Regions from separate parts of the Mus musculus genome. Here all the other regions are linked to region 3. The links are chromatin contacts, called in public Hi-C maps. All regions are on one chromosome and are shown on one strand. Each heading gives the region's core, a stretch centred on a gene start, on an enhancer-like site or on the middle of the called end of the contact. The rest is flanking DNA. Distances are from core to core; before and after follow the strand shown.

What was found. Hi-C and Micro-C count contacts between places; a contact is called where the count stands out from the background.
Region 1: a contact with region 3 is called in a Hi-C map of cerebellum, with 2.0 times the contacts expected there. The contact joins two enhancer-like sites. A contact is called at or near these places in 1 of 484 Hi-C or Micro-C datasets (cerebellum) and 1 of 115 datasets of contacts at active chromatin or transcription factors (bone marrow-derived macrophages).
Region 2: a Hi-C map of cerebellar granule neurons shows a contact between it and region 3, with 1.7 times the contacts expected there. The contact joins two enhancer-like sites. A contact is called at or near these places in 1 of 39 promoter capture datasets (hippocampal neurons) and 9 of 484 Hi-C or Micro-C datasets (brain, cerebellar granule neurons, cerebellum and 5 more).

Annotation. Positions count from the first base shown.
Region 1 is chr12:98,673,417-98,678,526 of GRCm38.p6, forward strand. It overlaps Ptpn21 (protein tyrosine phosphatase, non-receptor type 21), which reads right to left. Exons shown (of 19, transcript NM_001146199.1): 19 at 3,325-5,110. Among named protein-coding and RNA genes, the nearest start is that of Spata7, 48 kb to the left of the region's middle. Within about 2 kb of position 1,380, at least 156 of the 459 cell types and tissues checked have an H3K27ac peak or open chromatin away from gene starts, as enhancers often do. A contact at or near this core is called in cerebellum, where this site is marked.
Region 2 is chr12:98,320,802-98,325,513 of GRCm38.p6, forward strand. No RefSeq gene overlaps it. Among named protein-coding and RNA genes, the nearest start is that of Gpr65, 55 kb to the left of the region's middle. Within about 2 kb of position 1,785, at least 1 of the 459 cell types and tissues checked has an H3K27ac peak or open chromatin away from gene starts, as enhancers often do. A contact at or near this core is called in cerebellar granule neurons, where this site is marked.
Region 3 is chr12:98,455,847-98,460,278 of GRCm38.p6, forward strand. All of the region lies in intron 4 of Kcnk10 (potassium channel, subfamily K, member 10), which reads right to left. Among named protein-coding and RNA genes, the nearest start is that of Gm40893, 66 kb to the right of the region's middle. Within about 2 kb of position 2,950, at least 9 of the 459 cell types and tissues checked have an H3K27ac peak or open chromatin away from gene starts, as enhancers often do. A contact at or near this core is called in cerebellar granule neurons and cerebellum, where this site is marked.

The DNA of each region.
Region 1 (5,110 bases), core at 130-2,629, 220 kb after region 3:
ATGTTGTTTGGTGATCTCATAAATTGTCCCTGACCAACTTTGTATTTCTCATGTCTGGTAATTAGCATTAATACCCTTATGATGTTATTTAAAATTAGGTGTATATATGTAATATATACTATAATATTAATGTGTATATTTTATATAAACAAAAATTTAAATTATATTACATACAATATATACAATTTGAGTGATGCATAGATAGATATTTCTAAGATTTACCAAAATTCTTTTTACATTTTTTAACTCTACATGAAAAATACTGTAAATGTAGTGGTTTGAATGAGAATGTGAATGGCCCCTAGAGGCTTATGTTGACTACTTGGTCCCCAGTTCACGGAACTTTTTAGGAAGGATTGAGAGGTGTGGCCTTATTGGAGATGCTGTTTTGCAGAGGCGGGGAGGAGTCTGTTGAGCTTGAGGTTTCAAAAGGCTCAGTGTCATTCGCACTCGTACATCAAGAGCTCTCAGCTATTCTTGCCATCCTGCCTTTCCTCTGCCATCATCAACTCTTTTTGTTACTTTTCTGTCACTATGATAAAATACTGTGAGTAAGGCAACTGTTTGTGAAGGATGAGGAGGTGTGGCCTTGCTGGAGGAGGCGTCTCACTGGGGACAGGCTTTTCGAGGTTAGCTCCCCCTGCCTCCTACGTGTGGAGCAAGATGTGAGCTTTCAGCTACTGCTGCAGCACCACCTGCCTGCTGCTGCTGCGTTCCCTGCATGGCAGTCATGAACTCTAACCTCCTGAAACTCTAAGCCCAGTGAAATGCTTTCCTTAAAAGCTGCCTTAGTCGTGGTGTGTTGTTATGGTAACAGAAAAGTAACTAATGCAGTAAAAAGATCAGTCACTCGATGTCCATCACTTCCACGTGATCTGATACCTTTTCATAGCACTAATATGTGTACCTTACTAAAAAGTGAAAATTTAAAATTCAAGTGCATGCTCAAGTGGGTATTATTCATATCTCACAACTAAAATAATGTACAGTTTAAAAACCAAGGGTAGTAAAATAGCTTAGTAGGTAAAGGTCCAGAAATAAAACTGGTCCTGCTTCAATAAGGAATACACACGCAGGGGCACGCGGGCACACACACAAACACACACGTTTATGCACGCATTCTTGATATATTATTATCCACAGCTTAATCGTCAATATATTGAAAACTGTTCATGAACTTCAAATTATTCAAGGTGCTTTAATTTTGTGAGCACACATCACCAATCTTAATGGTTTAAAACCTGATTCCTATACACATGCGATGATCTAAAGACAGCCTCCAGGTGGCGCTGTTGCACTTGGCAGTGCCCCTCTGCTGGCTCTATAAACTTCCCATCTCAATCCAGCTACCAGTCCAGGAAGAGGGTGGTAGATAAGCATGCTGGGAAATGTAGAGTGCTTTGCTAACTCACCCTTTCACCTCGCCTCACAGCCACATTCTCAGGCAGTATTCACGCTTGCTTCGTCTCTAAGCCCCACATCTGGCACCTTACCACCCATGCACCATTCAGGTTCCTGCAGAAAATGCTGAGATAACCACTTCTGTGAATTTTCCTATGAACCTCGGACTGATCTGGCCTGACCTGTGAGTCTCAGTCCTCGTTGCCTGGCAGAGCAGAGAGTTTATTCTCCTGTCTCACCACCAGGGTGCAGCAGTAAGCAGCCGCTCGCTCTATGATCTCAGAGGACACAACAGAGATTTGGTGGTTACAATTCCTACCTTTCACCTCCCCTCTCTGCTGGCCTCACACTCCCCACCTACCCCTTCACCATGGCTTTGGGGGACAAACCAAAGGAATTAACACAATGACTTACTGCATGGTGTGCAGAAGTAAATGTGACTGTGTGGTTTACATGCAATGAGCCTTTAGAATGTTTGAGATTTGACAGAAATCCCCAGGTGATGCCACTAATGCAACCAAAGAATCCATCAAATGTTCTCTGCAATCTCTATCCAACCCAGGCTTGCAGAGTGGCCTTTACCCTCCCCTTTCCTGGACATAATCTCACTTACTACGACTAGAGCAGAGATATAGAAAGTTCTCTCGGCTGTCACTCCAAAAAGACCCACCTGGGGTTTAGTTTTTAAAAATGAATTTCAAATAAAAGATCACTTTATCTTGTCTCATGTGCTCTCTTCTTACTAAATTTATACCCAGGAGTCTCCTTTAAAGGCATAATTTAAATCGGGCATGGTGGTGGAAGCCTTACTTATAACCCCAGCACTCAGAAGGCAGAGGCAGGCAGGTCTCAAGGAATTCAAGCCCAGCCTGGTCTACAGAGTACGCTCCAGTCCATCACAGACTACACTGTCTTAACATTTTATATGTGTGTGTGTGTGCGTGTACACATATATGTATATTATATATTATGTATAAACATTATTTAAATAATATATAAATGATATATTTACAAAACATATAATTAAGAAATATTTATAAGAGTGTATGAATATATAACATAGTATATATTATATAAGTATTGTATATAATATATATTACATATATAAGATATACTTTATATAATTTATATATTATATACATATATAATACATATATTAAACAACTTCTATCTCTACACTGCAAGCAAAAGGGAAGAGTCTCTGCCTCTGTGAAATGAATCAGCCACGCCATGATGTGAACACAGTGCTATATCAACACCCTTGCCCTCCCCTCTGTGTTCCTAGGTAGGCATCTCTCTTTCTGGAAGTTTCTAAGGGAGCACATCTGTCTTGCCAAAAAGTTTTAAATACTGAAGTCTATGGCTTTCTAAGCGCTTCGCAGTAGGAGCTCCTGAGGAAAACGATGACCGGTTACAGTTCTAGTCCATGCTCTAAAATCAAGGTGCTTGGCCTCAAAACTACAGCAATGCCAGTAAAAGCCCCCAGTAATCAGGAACACCGAGGCCAGAAATACCAAAGTTAACTAGTACAAACATTGGTTTACAACCTATTTTTGTGGAAATGTACATCTTGATAACTTTGGTTTGACATCAATACTATCAAGGAACTAAAATCCTTAGTGAGCCATGAAGCACTGCATACATTTGGCAACATGTGTGCCAGTAACGTTCTCAACTCAGGCACAGTAAACCTTTAAACCCTAATTTTGATTTGGCCCTTGAAAACTATATTGTTCCTAAATACAATAACGTAGAGTTATTTTCACTCAGAAATTCTCATTTGCTAGCTGTAATTAAGTTCAAAATTAATGTTCCGAAGAAGTGATGTCAAGGATGTGACATTTGAAGGGTGACAGATTGAAACGGTATAATGCTGCCCCGTAGGAATTTACTTATCAAAGTATTGCAACAGGAACACGAACATGCCATATATTACTCTTTAATTAAAGTTTTGTTTTACAATGTTCTTGTCAGTGGGAAATTTCCAAATGCTCAGGTGACAGGAAAGCCTCTTCAAACAGCGTACCATTGGGGCAAACTTGACAAAAGTCCTGTCCGTCACAGGCTTGAGATGGAAACTAGAGCACACAACCCCACCCTGGGGTGCTGTCCACTGGAGTCCACTGTGCTTAGCTGGGCTAGCACAGTTGTCATGGAGGGCGATGCTCACCACAAACAGTCAAATCAGAATGATGGCAGGACAGTATCATTTGGGAGCTAGTCCTAGATCGGACATTCTAGAAGGTCTACACTGTGAAGCGGCAGCCTAGGATTCGGGGGCACGGACACACATGAACATGACACACCTCAGTTAAGCCTGCCAGCTTGTCCTCCACATCTCCCAAAGGAGACTGAGCCTGGGCCAAGAACACTTTCTGCTTCAAACCTGACACACTTCTGACCAATAGAGAATGTGCCCAACCAAATAGGATGGAAGAGGGAGGCCGAGTACCTAGAACTGTTCCGGGGGGGGGGGGGGGGGAGGACAGGATTACGGTGCTAAATTCAAGTACCGCCTGAACACCACAGCAGTTTCTGGTGGCCCCATCAGTTTGGGCTGTGGTTTAGGAAAAGAAACCTCACGTTAACCGTTTTCTTCTTTCAACCTAAAGGAAACAAAGCCTCTTCGGGGTTCTCTGATGGCAATGTAAACGTGAGCTTGCTTGTGGGGAAAAGACAGGAAGAACCCCAATAAACAATCAGTCACGGAAGGTGGCAGGCCTTGAGTTCCCTGTGCGGAGCAGCCCTTAACTTCCACTCCGTCTCAGCTCCCGGTGTGGGCGTAACACTGCATTTGCGTAGCGGCCACGCCTTTTGTGTGAGCACTGCATGCACTTACACTTCCCCCGGTCAGCTTACGTACTCAGAGCCCTTCTCCTGGAAAATGTCCACTGGTGTTTAAAATATAAAGCCACATATATCGAACTCGTTTTTAACAAACAAACAAAAAAAAGTGCTTAAACCCATCCTATGCATTTGCTTTCTTCATTTTCAGTCAATAAAAATCAAACTCAATTTATGCTTATTAATACTGAAAAAATAGTGAATCTGATTCTTAGAGTTTTAAATAACGTGCCTTTATCCCCAACTTTACATTAACTCAGTATCATAACAAATTGAGCTCTTATTTGGAAAATATAGAAGGTACAAATATATAACTTTTAAAAAATATTCTGAATATAAAAATGCTTTCTATGTTTCAAAATAACACTTTTAGATTTCTTTAGTTTTGGACTTCATGAATAAAACACTTAGTTCCCCCATGTTTTTTGTACTTAAACAAAAGCTTATAATGGTTTTAAATAGTCACTCGAGAACCACACAATCTGTGGATGTCCCACCATAAAAGCTCAGCTTCTAGCTAAAAAAGAAAAAGCCCTATTTAGTCATAAAATTACATTATCAAAAAATAGTTTAAGATAGAAGTCTGTGCCTAAATGATTGCCAGAACTGCCCAGTGCAGCTTCAGTAAGACAGAGAACTGTCTAGAAAATACAATCTCCAGACCTTGTGCAAGTGCAGCAAACTGGGCAGCTGTGGCCGGGGCAGCAGTGCCTCGTCAGCCTGGGCCAGGTCCCACAGACCTCCTGGCCTCTTGCTTAGCACACTGCCGGGTCAGGATCCCTACGCGGGACTACTGGGAACAAAGTAGGAGCTGCGCTTTCTTCTTTCCTTTTTTTAAAGCTGTAAACACTTTGCATGATTGGGT
Region 2 (4,712 bases), core at 535-3,034, 140 kb before region 3:
CACAGGGCCCCCAATGGAGGAGCTAGAGAAAGTATCCAAGGAGCTAAAGAGATCTGCAACCCTGTAGATGCAACAACATTATGAACTAACCAGTACCCCGGAGCTCTTGACGCTAGCTGCATATGTATCAAAAGATGGCCTAGCCGGCCATCACTGGAAAGAGAGGCCCATTGGACATGCAAACTTTATATGCACCAGTACAGGGGAATGCCAGGGCCAAAAAATGGGAATGGGTGGGTAGGGAAGTAGGGGGGAGGGTATGGGGGACTTTTGGGATAGCATTCTAAATGTAATTGAGGAAAATACGTAATAATAAAAAATATTTAAAAAAAAAGAAAATGGAGTCACTTTGTTAGCACTTAGGCTGTAGGAAAGCTAACTTTAAAGATTTTATATTCCTCTGTGGGCTGTTTGCAATCATGACAATAGCTGGTATTTTTAACAACTGGTTTTTCCTTGAGCAGAGCTAAGGAATTTTCACTTTTTAATTCTCGTGTCAACACTAAGAGGAAAATATTATTATTAGTCTTTTTGTGTGGAAGGAAACTTTGCACCAAAGAGGCTGAAATCTTGCACAGTAGCACTTAACTGCCAATGGGGAAAACCAGCACACACATTATGAACAAAGGTCATAGTGGGAAACTCTAAACTGTCAGGTATAAGGCTCGAGGGGACACTGTGACAGCATGTATCTCTAGGTAAGAGATTTATCTATTTTATCAATACCAGAGATGGGCAGAAAGGCAGCAGTGTAGAAGGCCCAAATGGCAAATGGCAGAGATGGAGCACCTACCTCCTAGGCTTCAGTGGAAGAAGAGAGGGGAGGAATGGCACACTTCCCACTCTTAGTCTGTAGTTACTAGGCTGTTACTAGGAATATCCAGTAAGTATTCTGTCAAATAATGCCATGTGACTAGTATACTTCTCTCCTAGTGACTCTTACTGTGTGTTTCAAAGGCAGAGAAGTCAAGAATCTAGAAAAATAAGTTTCTTTGCTTCTGGGGACCAAATTACTGTGGATTCTGACAAAACTACTGTTGAACCAAAATGTAGGGGCTTCACAAAAGAGCACAGACATGGCCATCCCTCCTGACTTTTGTCTATTAGATAGGAAAAAAAGGGGGGGGGACGGGACATGGTCATTTTCATGACTCTTTCCTGATGGACAAGGGCAGGGTGGATGAGAAGGGTCTTGGCCCAGGCTCTGGTATCAGAAATTTGGATAAAGAGGTTGTCAATGTGTCTTTGAGGGAGGGCTTTGTGTAAAGGAGTTCTCAGTGATGCCAACTTGTTAAGCAGCTGAGAAGATAGGATGTAAAGATCAGTAGAGTTAAGAAATCTCAGGAAGGAAGATAGTCAGGCCATTGTCATAAAGAGGCAGAATATCAGGGGAGTTCAGGTTGGGGCACTGATTTTCCTTGCTGCATCTAGGACTAATCTAGACTGGTTTACATAGCAGCATCCTATAGAAAACGATGGATTCCTCTTTTTCACAGCAGTTATGGGGTCCAGAACTCTGTTGTTTCGAAAAAGGACACCTATGAGCAAATCTGTTTGGGTTTGGAAGGTTGTGACTAACCTACAGTCTCTAAAAGAGCATGAGAAGGCTGTAGGAAATAGAGATTGAGAAAGTGACAACAGCTCTGCTGACACCAAGGGTGGAAGAGCTATCCAGGCCCCCAAAGAGGGGGAGTAGGTTGGGGAATCCCTTAGAGTAAGGTGAGACCAAGGAGCAGAATGAATCAAAATGGGAAGCAGTTGCTGTTTGGTTATTTGGAAAGAGTTCAGGCTCCGGGCTTTGAAAGGCAAGGGTACAGGCATGTAAACACAAGGCCAACTGACCAGATGGACAGAAGTGGACGTTTCAGGAGGAAAACTGAGAAGTTGGGAAATTAAGAAGCTGTGAGGGAGTGTGTTGAGCGGCATCCCAGTGTTCGGGTTTGCTAAAGGAAAGACAGGCAAGGAGAGGAGCAACTTCAGCCAAAGAACAGGTTCAATACAAGAGGAAGAAGAAAGTGGAAGGAAGGTAAATAGATAAGAGAGCAGGGAGCTCACCACTAGCACACAAACTAGAAGAAGTCACAGAAGCAGGAAAGGTTTGGAGAGAAGATGGGTGTTAGAGAACTTCTCTTGTGGCCAGACATTACCAGAGGTCATTGGGTGTGGGTGTGCCAGGAATCTAGAAAAATAAGTAACTTTAGTAATGGGCATGCTAATTATTATGATTTCGGGAAATTCCCACTATTTAACCGAAGTGGAGGTGCTTCCCGATGGTATAATCAAGTCTAACATAATTGATTGGTGTTCTTTCTATGTAGAGCAAACAGCTAAGCTCCAAAATGGCTGAAATCAGGAGAGATAAATTGACTCAAAGACAGTTTATGAACATAAAGATTAGATGTCTTTCTACAAATGACCTCTGAATAATCTATTCTGAAAACTGGTTTCATTCATTACAGTCATTGACAATTACCTCCTGCCACAATGTGAAAATAGGCTTTATAAATGTGTTCTTTACCAGAAACAGTTGGGATTCACTCTCAGTCATGAAGTTACAACTATCCTGTGCCATCCAGCAACTGTGAGCCAATGTAGTAATTGATCAAAGTTGGTTCTAGATTGATAGAAATCAAGGCAGTGTCTGTACCAAAGACCACACACCATTCTTGATCCACCTAAGATTTACAGAGACTAGTAATGGTTGTTTCAGGTAAACTGACAAAAACATAAGAAAGTGATAACACAAGCTATGTTGCAGATGAGTATTACTAATAAAGATATTTGATCCAACTTGCTCTTAGGAGCTCAATTGCATTCTGTACTTTTTTTTTTTTGACTTTTTATCATCTCTTTATTTTAAAAATCCTTCTTCACATTCACCTGATCTGTACATTTCAACCAGATTTCAGCCAGTTTTTTTTTCCATTTTTATTAGGTATTTAGCTCATTTACATTTCCAATGCTATACCAAAAGTCCCCCATATCCACCCACCCCCACTCCCCTGCCCACCCACTCCCCCTTTTTGGCCCTGGTGTTCCCCTGTACTGGGGCATATAAAGTTTGCAAATCCAATGGGCCTCTCTTTCCAGTGATGGCCGACTAGGCCATCTTTTGATATATATGCAGCTAGAGTCAAGAGCTCCGGGGTACTGGTTAGTTCATAATGTTGTTCCACCTATAGGGTTGCAGATCCCTTTAGCTCCTTGGCTACTTTCTCTAGCTCCTCCATTGGGAGCCCTGTGATCCATCCATTAGCTGACTGTGAGCATCCACTTCTGTGTTTGCTAGGCCCCGGCATAGTCTCACAAGAGACAGCTACATCTGGGTCCTTTCAATAAAATCTTGCTAGTGTATGCAATGGTGTCAGCGTTTGGATGCTGATTATGGGGTGGATCCCTGGATATGGCAGTCTCTACATGGTCCATCCTTTCATCTCAGCTCCAAACTTTGTCTCTGTAACTCCTTCCATGGGTGTTTTGTTCCCAAATCTAAGGAGGGGCATAAATCTCTCATTTGTAGTCATTACAGGAGTGATTCTGGAACCTTCCACTAGAGGGCTTCTACTTACATGTTTTGGAGTCACCAAGTAGACAATCCCCCAAAGCTTCTGGGAGCCTTATGTTTTCTAAAGTGATCAAATCCCATTAAAAAACAAATTTCACCACTTACTTCCCTTTAAAATAGTAACAAAATCTATCACAATATTTCCATGGGTTTTTGAATGAAGTTTGTTAAGAAGGTTAGACTATTACCTATAGCAAGTGATTAGAAAGGGTAGTTTGCCCATTTGAGAAACAAATGTATCTGCCTCTCGAGGTTCTGTTAACTCTTCCATGCTATGATTTTGATATAAATGCTGTCTACAGAGTCAATCTTTGAACACCTGGACTCCAGCTGGTGGCACTATTTTAGGAAATGGTGGAAACATGACGTGATGTCTAACTGGAAGAACTGGGTCAATGGAAGAAGGCGTTTGAAGATTATATCTGGCTATGATTCCCCCCCCCCCTTTTTTATTCAAGTACTGTCTGTGATGAGAGTCTCCATACACTCCTGGAGCTACCTTGTTCTTCCCAAGTTCATGGAGTCAAGCAACATGGACCAAACACTACAATGCTGTGAGATTTTTCACTGCCCCATTCAGAATGGCTATCATCAAGAAAACCAAAAAAACCAAAGGTAAGGATTTACATGTTAGGGTGTGCTCAGTTCACAATATCTAAGTGGAATCTGCCTGATGTCCATCAACAGATGAATATATAGTGAAAAGGAATTTTATCTGGTTGTAAGGATAAACAAAATTCACAGGTGATTAGACAGAACTGGGGGGAAAATATACTGAATATGTTAACCTAGGTCCAGCAGACAAATAGTCCATATTTCATTTCATGAATCCAAACTTTGAGTCTTTAAATTTGTGTGTTTAACCTGGAACACCTGAAAAGTTAGGAAACTTCAATAGAGTCCCAAGGTGGGGCATTTAATGATGAAGGCGTTGTAAAACTGGAAGGCAGAAAAAACTGGAGTTGGGAGGGTTTGTTTAAGCAAGTGGCTGGGAGACTAGGTAGTGGGGAGAGGAGAGAAAAGAGAAAAGAAGGGTTAGTGAAAATAAACAACATGTTAAAAAGCCATATAGAAACCTACCTCTCTCTATATATATGGTTTATAGAGTAGTAGGTTATATAATAATGCAGGGCTGGTGATATATACA
Region 3 (4,432 bases), core at 1,700-4,199:
TACCTTCATTTTGCCTTCATGTCATAATTTAGGAAATAATCGTGAGTTTTTTTTAAATGTATCTGGTAAGTTGGACTATCTACAATGTTCTATTTCAATGTAATAAAAAATGTCCTAGCATTTTCTGAAATGGGAGTTTTATGTGTTTCTAAACTACCAAGTGGAAACAAATTATATATGTTAAGGAAATTGACAGGTCTGAAAAGTTACACTTCTCAGTGTCACCGGATGCGACAAAAGACTAGCATATAAATACAGTGTGTAACAAGCATTACTGGGTGGGAGTTGGCTCCCCTGGTGGACCAGCATCTCTCCATAACAGCCATCCTTCAAAAGTTAAGATCTCTCTCCCTCTACTGGCATTTATTTGCATATGACATCATTTTCTATATCAAGATATGTGTGGCTAGATCTAATAATATTCTTCTCTTACTTATCTACCCAATTGTGGATTAATAGTTCTTTGAGTAGCCAGCTTTGTGGCAGCTCCTGTAAACAGTAGGGCAAATCAGGGGCAGAGGAGAGGGGGGGTGTCTGACATCACACAGCTCTTAAGCTGACAGGGATACCAGGTGTCAATTTCACAACTCCAAGAGGGCCACACAAATGATGTTGAACCTGTAGGTAGGGTGCAATGGGAGTTTGGGGCTCCTGAACTGAGGAACTAACACACAGTAGGAGGCAGGTGTGTGTGTGTGTGTGTGTGTGTGTGTGTGTGTGTGTGTTGGGTACCACACAAGTCCCAGGACAGCGTCTGAGACATCCGCTGTAAACACCTGGGCCATTTGAACTTTCTGTGGTCAAGCAGAGCACTCTCCCGAAACACAGTACACAGGTTCTTCCTTTGGGAAAAAAAGGTTTCACTGAGAAAAGCTTTTTAAAATATTTATTCATAGAATTTTGAGAGATGGCTCAGCAGTTAAGAGAACTCATTGCTCTTTGATTCACAGCTCCAACATGGTAGCGCACAGTCCTCTTTAGCTCCAGTCCCAGGGGGATCTAATGGCTCCTGTGGATACCAGGCACGAAGATATGAGTGCAGACAAAACATCCATGTGCCTAAAATGATTTTAAAATTTTTTTGTCAATATGATCTTTCCATGAAATCTGGCTGATGTGGTTTTCTGACGCTTAATCATGAACTTTAATAATCTGAATCTAAGACATTGCTAGAAGTACAAAAGCTAAAAATGTGTGATCACTGCAGGGTAGAGAAACTGAGGGGGAAAGGGCCTGGTGAGGCAGGAGAATGATAAGCAAGGAAGTAGTTCCAGAAATGAACATAGGAAAGGTGCCAGCAACTGGAAGAGCAGACACACCTACTGGGTCGCTTGCACTTTACACTCGCTACTTTTCTGTTGCCATGGCAAAATGCTATGACCAAGGCAACTTAAGGAAGAAAGAATCTGTATCAGCTTAGAGTTTCAGGGGGAGGAAAGTCCATCGTAAAGGGATAGCATAGCAGCAATCGGCAGGAGTATGAAACTAGGAGCCAAACACGCCACGCCCAATGAGCCAACTGGAAGTGATGCGGAGAGTTTGAAGACGCATCCCAAGGGACACACTCCCTCTAGCAAAGCTTCCCCACATTGTGCCACCAGCTGGGGACCAAGTGTTCAAATTCTCATTCAAGACACCAAAGGCTTTGTTCAAGCCAGGGAGCATGCCCCCAACAGTTTGCAAACTTGCAAGAGGCGAGTACTAACTTAAGAGCCCATAAAAGATCACGTGGGCCCAGATTCACCCCTTTTCCCCTTTGCCCTCTTAGTGCCAGGCCACAGGATGCTCGACATGCCTCCAGGCTCCTCTGATCTCCCTCTTCATCACCTGTGGCCCATGTGTCTACAAAAGTCATTTAAAAGAGACACAACAACCAGGACGCTCTGGCCCCTGCACACTAGACTCACGCTTGTTCCTGTAGCAATGGGTCAGGAAAGGATTCCTGAACCCCAGAGCCTAGACTGCATCACCAGCTAAGGTGTAAAGGCTGCCTGCACAGAGACAATATCCCTTTTATTAAAATATGTCCCTGATAAGAATATTGAAACATCAATAGGCCATGCTTAAGACTGTATAGGCACTCCTATCTCCTATCTCCAAGCTCCAAGCTCTATGCCAATAAATGTCACTGTCACACACACACATTTATAGTAAAAATCATACCTTTACTTCCCTGGACAACCCTCAAGATGCATGGTTTTGTCAGACTTCAATCCTATCCAAGACATTTCTGGAGCCACTATACACGTGTGTGTGAGCACGTGCACACACATTCCATGGCACATAAATACAGTTTGTAATAAGCACTATGGGTTTAACTTTAGAGGAAACAAAAGTGTGTGTATAATGCTTCTAAGACACTTAAGCATGGCTCCTGTAAGAAGCCCACATTCACACGAGTGTGTGCTATCTCTTCCATGAGTGCCTGGTTACTACCGTGCTTCAAAGCTATGTAACATCTCCTCTTAGTAACTCCACTCTGCTTCTTGTGAACTCATCCAAGAATTCTTTTCTGTAGACAGACTAAGAATCCAGCTTCACTTCAGATTAGGCCTCTGAAAAGAATTCCTCAGGATGCCTCAGTCCCCGCTACGCTGCCATGGCTGTGTACATTAAATAAAGAACGAAAGCAGGCAGGAAGGGATACACGCCCATTTTCTAGGCAGGAGACAATCCCATCAATTCCAAAAACCATCTGACGGCAGTTCATGGAAGCAAGTGTCCGATATTTATGTAGCCATCTGGACAAGTCTCTTCCCCTCTTCCTTGAGGAAAAGGTTGACGAGCCTCCAAAGGCTTAGCAGGCAAGAGACCCACTCCAATCTCATAGCAGAGTCAACAGGCAAAGAGGGACTGAGACTTGATTAAAGAGCAGCAGAGGCAAGAAGCAATGTCAGGATGGATGCCAAGGAAGCAGTACTAACCCTGCAAGCACACCATATGGCATTTATATGCCATGCACTTCATTCTAAATGTTGCTATTTGCTTTCCTCTTCACTCTCGGTGCCAACTCTGTTACGGTACTTAGTAAAATTCTTTTCTTTTTCTTTTTCAAGAAAGCACACCAAAGCTTCTTGCACCCTATTTTTAAAATCACATAGCAGTTCCTTTTCCTTTTTAAAAATGGATGATGCATATCCCTGCTTCTAATTGTCTGAATTAATCTACAAAGCAGCATCAGCTCTAGAAGGGAAAGGCCCATGGAATGCAAACACACACACACACACACATACACACACACACTTGTGCCCAGTCAGTAGATCCAGGAGTAGATTGGTAGACAGCTCAACCCCAATGGTAACAATTCCCGATCCGTTTCTTCTAACCACATCCTAGGCTCATGCGGGAGAATGGTTGCTGTTGCTCACAGCCAAATACCCTTCTGCCACAAAATGTGGAAAGAAACAAATGGAACATCACTAAGTAGAGAAACGGTGGAAACTGCAAGGGAGCCCTGGGAATGCAGCCTTGGACCTCAGCAAACAAAATTGCAATGTGTCCTGTATTTAAGGCACAACAAAAGCACAGACAAGCGGAGAGGCAAATTGGCCGGTGGTTAAAGTGAATGTCTATGTTTTTTCACCCCAGAATCTCTTTAAGGTAGTAGGGTTTCTGCATAGACGGTTGGAAACAGTGAAGGACAGGTGAGTTTGCAGAATGCGAGGTCAGGGAATGGAGCACCTGAGAAGACAACCAACTCTAACGACCAGCCAGTTATATGTACCTTTCTCCCCATACTTGCCTTCCCAAAGAGTTCTCTGAATCAAGGCTCACACGGTTTCTCCTCCCAGAGCAATGGCTGACCACTGCAATTCTGTCGAAGGCATAAGCCCTGCTGCCTGCCAGTCTATTTCCTTCTGTTATGGTCCCTTCTGTGGCTCCCCCTACATCAGCGGTTCTCAACCTTCGCAAGGCTGTGACCTTTTAATACAGTTCCTCATGTTGTGATGACACCCTGCCCCGACCATAGAGTTATTTTCGTTGCCATTTCATGACTGTAATTTTGCTACTGTTGTGAATTGTGGTGTATATACCTGTGTTTTCAGAACGTAATTACTACCACTGAACTGGACACTTGAGAATGGTTGGGGTGGTTTGCCTCATGCTCTGTTACATCACTACAATAAAATAATAAAATTGATATTTAACTAGTACCTTAGATATTTTCAAGATTATTTTCATTTTTAACTGGCTACATGTGTACGTGCACATGTATGCAGTGCCTGTGGCAGCCAGAAGAGGGCGCCAGATTCCTCTCAAACTGGAGTTCATAACTGGTTTTAAGTCACTCAACATGGGAGCTGGGAACTTAATTCTGCCAGGCCCTCTGCAAGGGCAGTATGTGCTCTTAACCAGTGAGCCAGCTCTCAGAAGAGCACCCCTCCCAGGATAGTTTTATTGGGAAAGAAAACCTCAGCATAAGGGTTTCTAT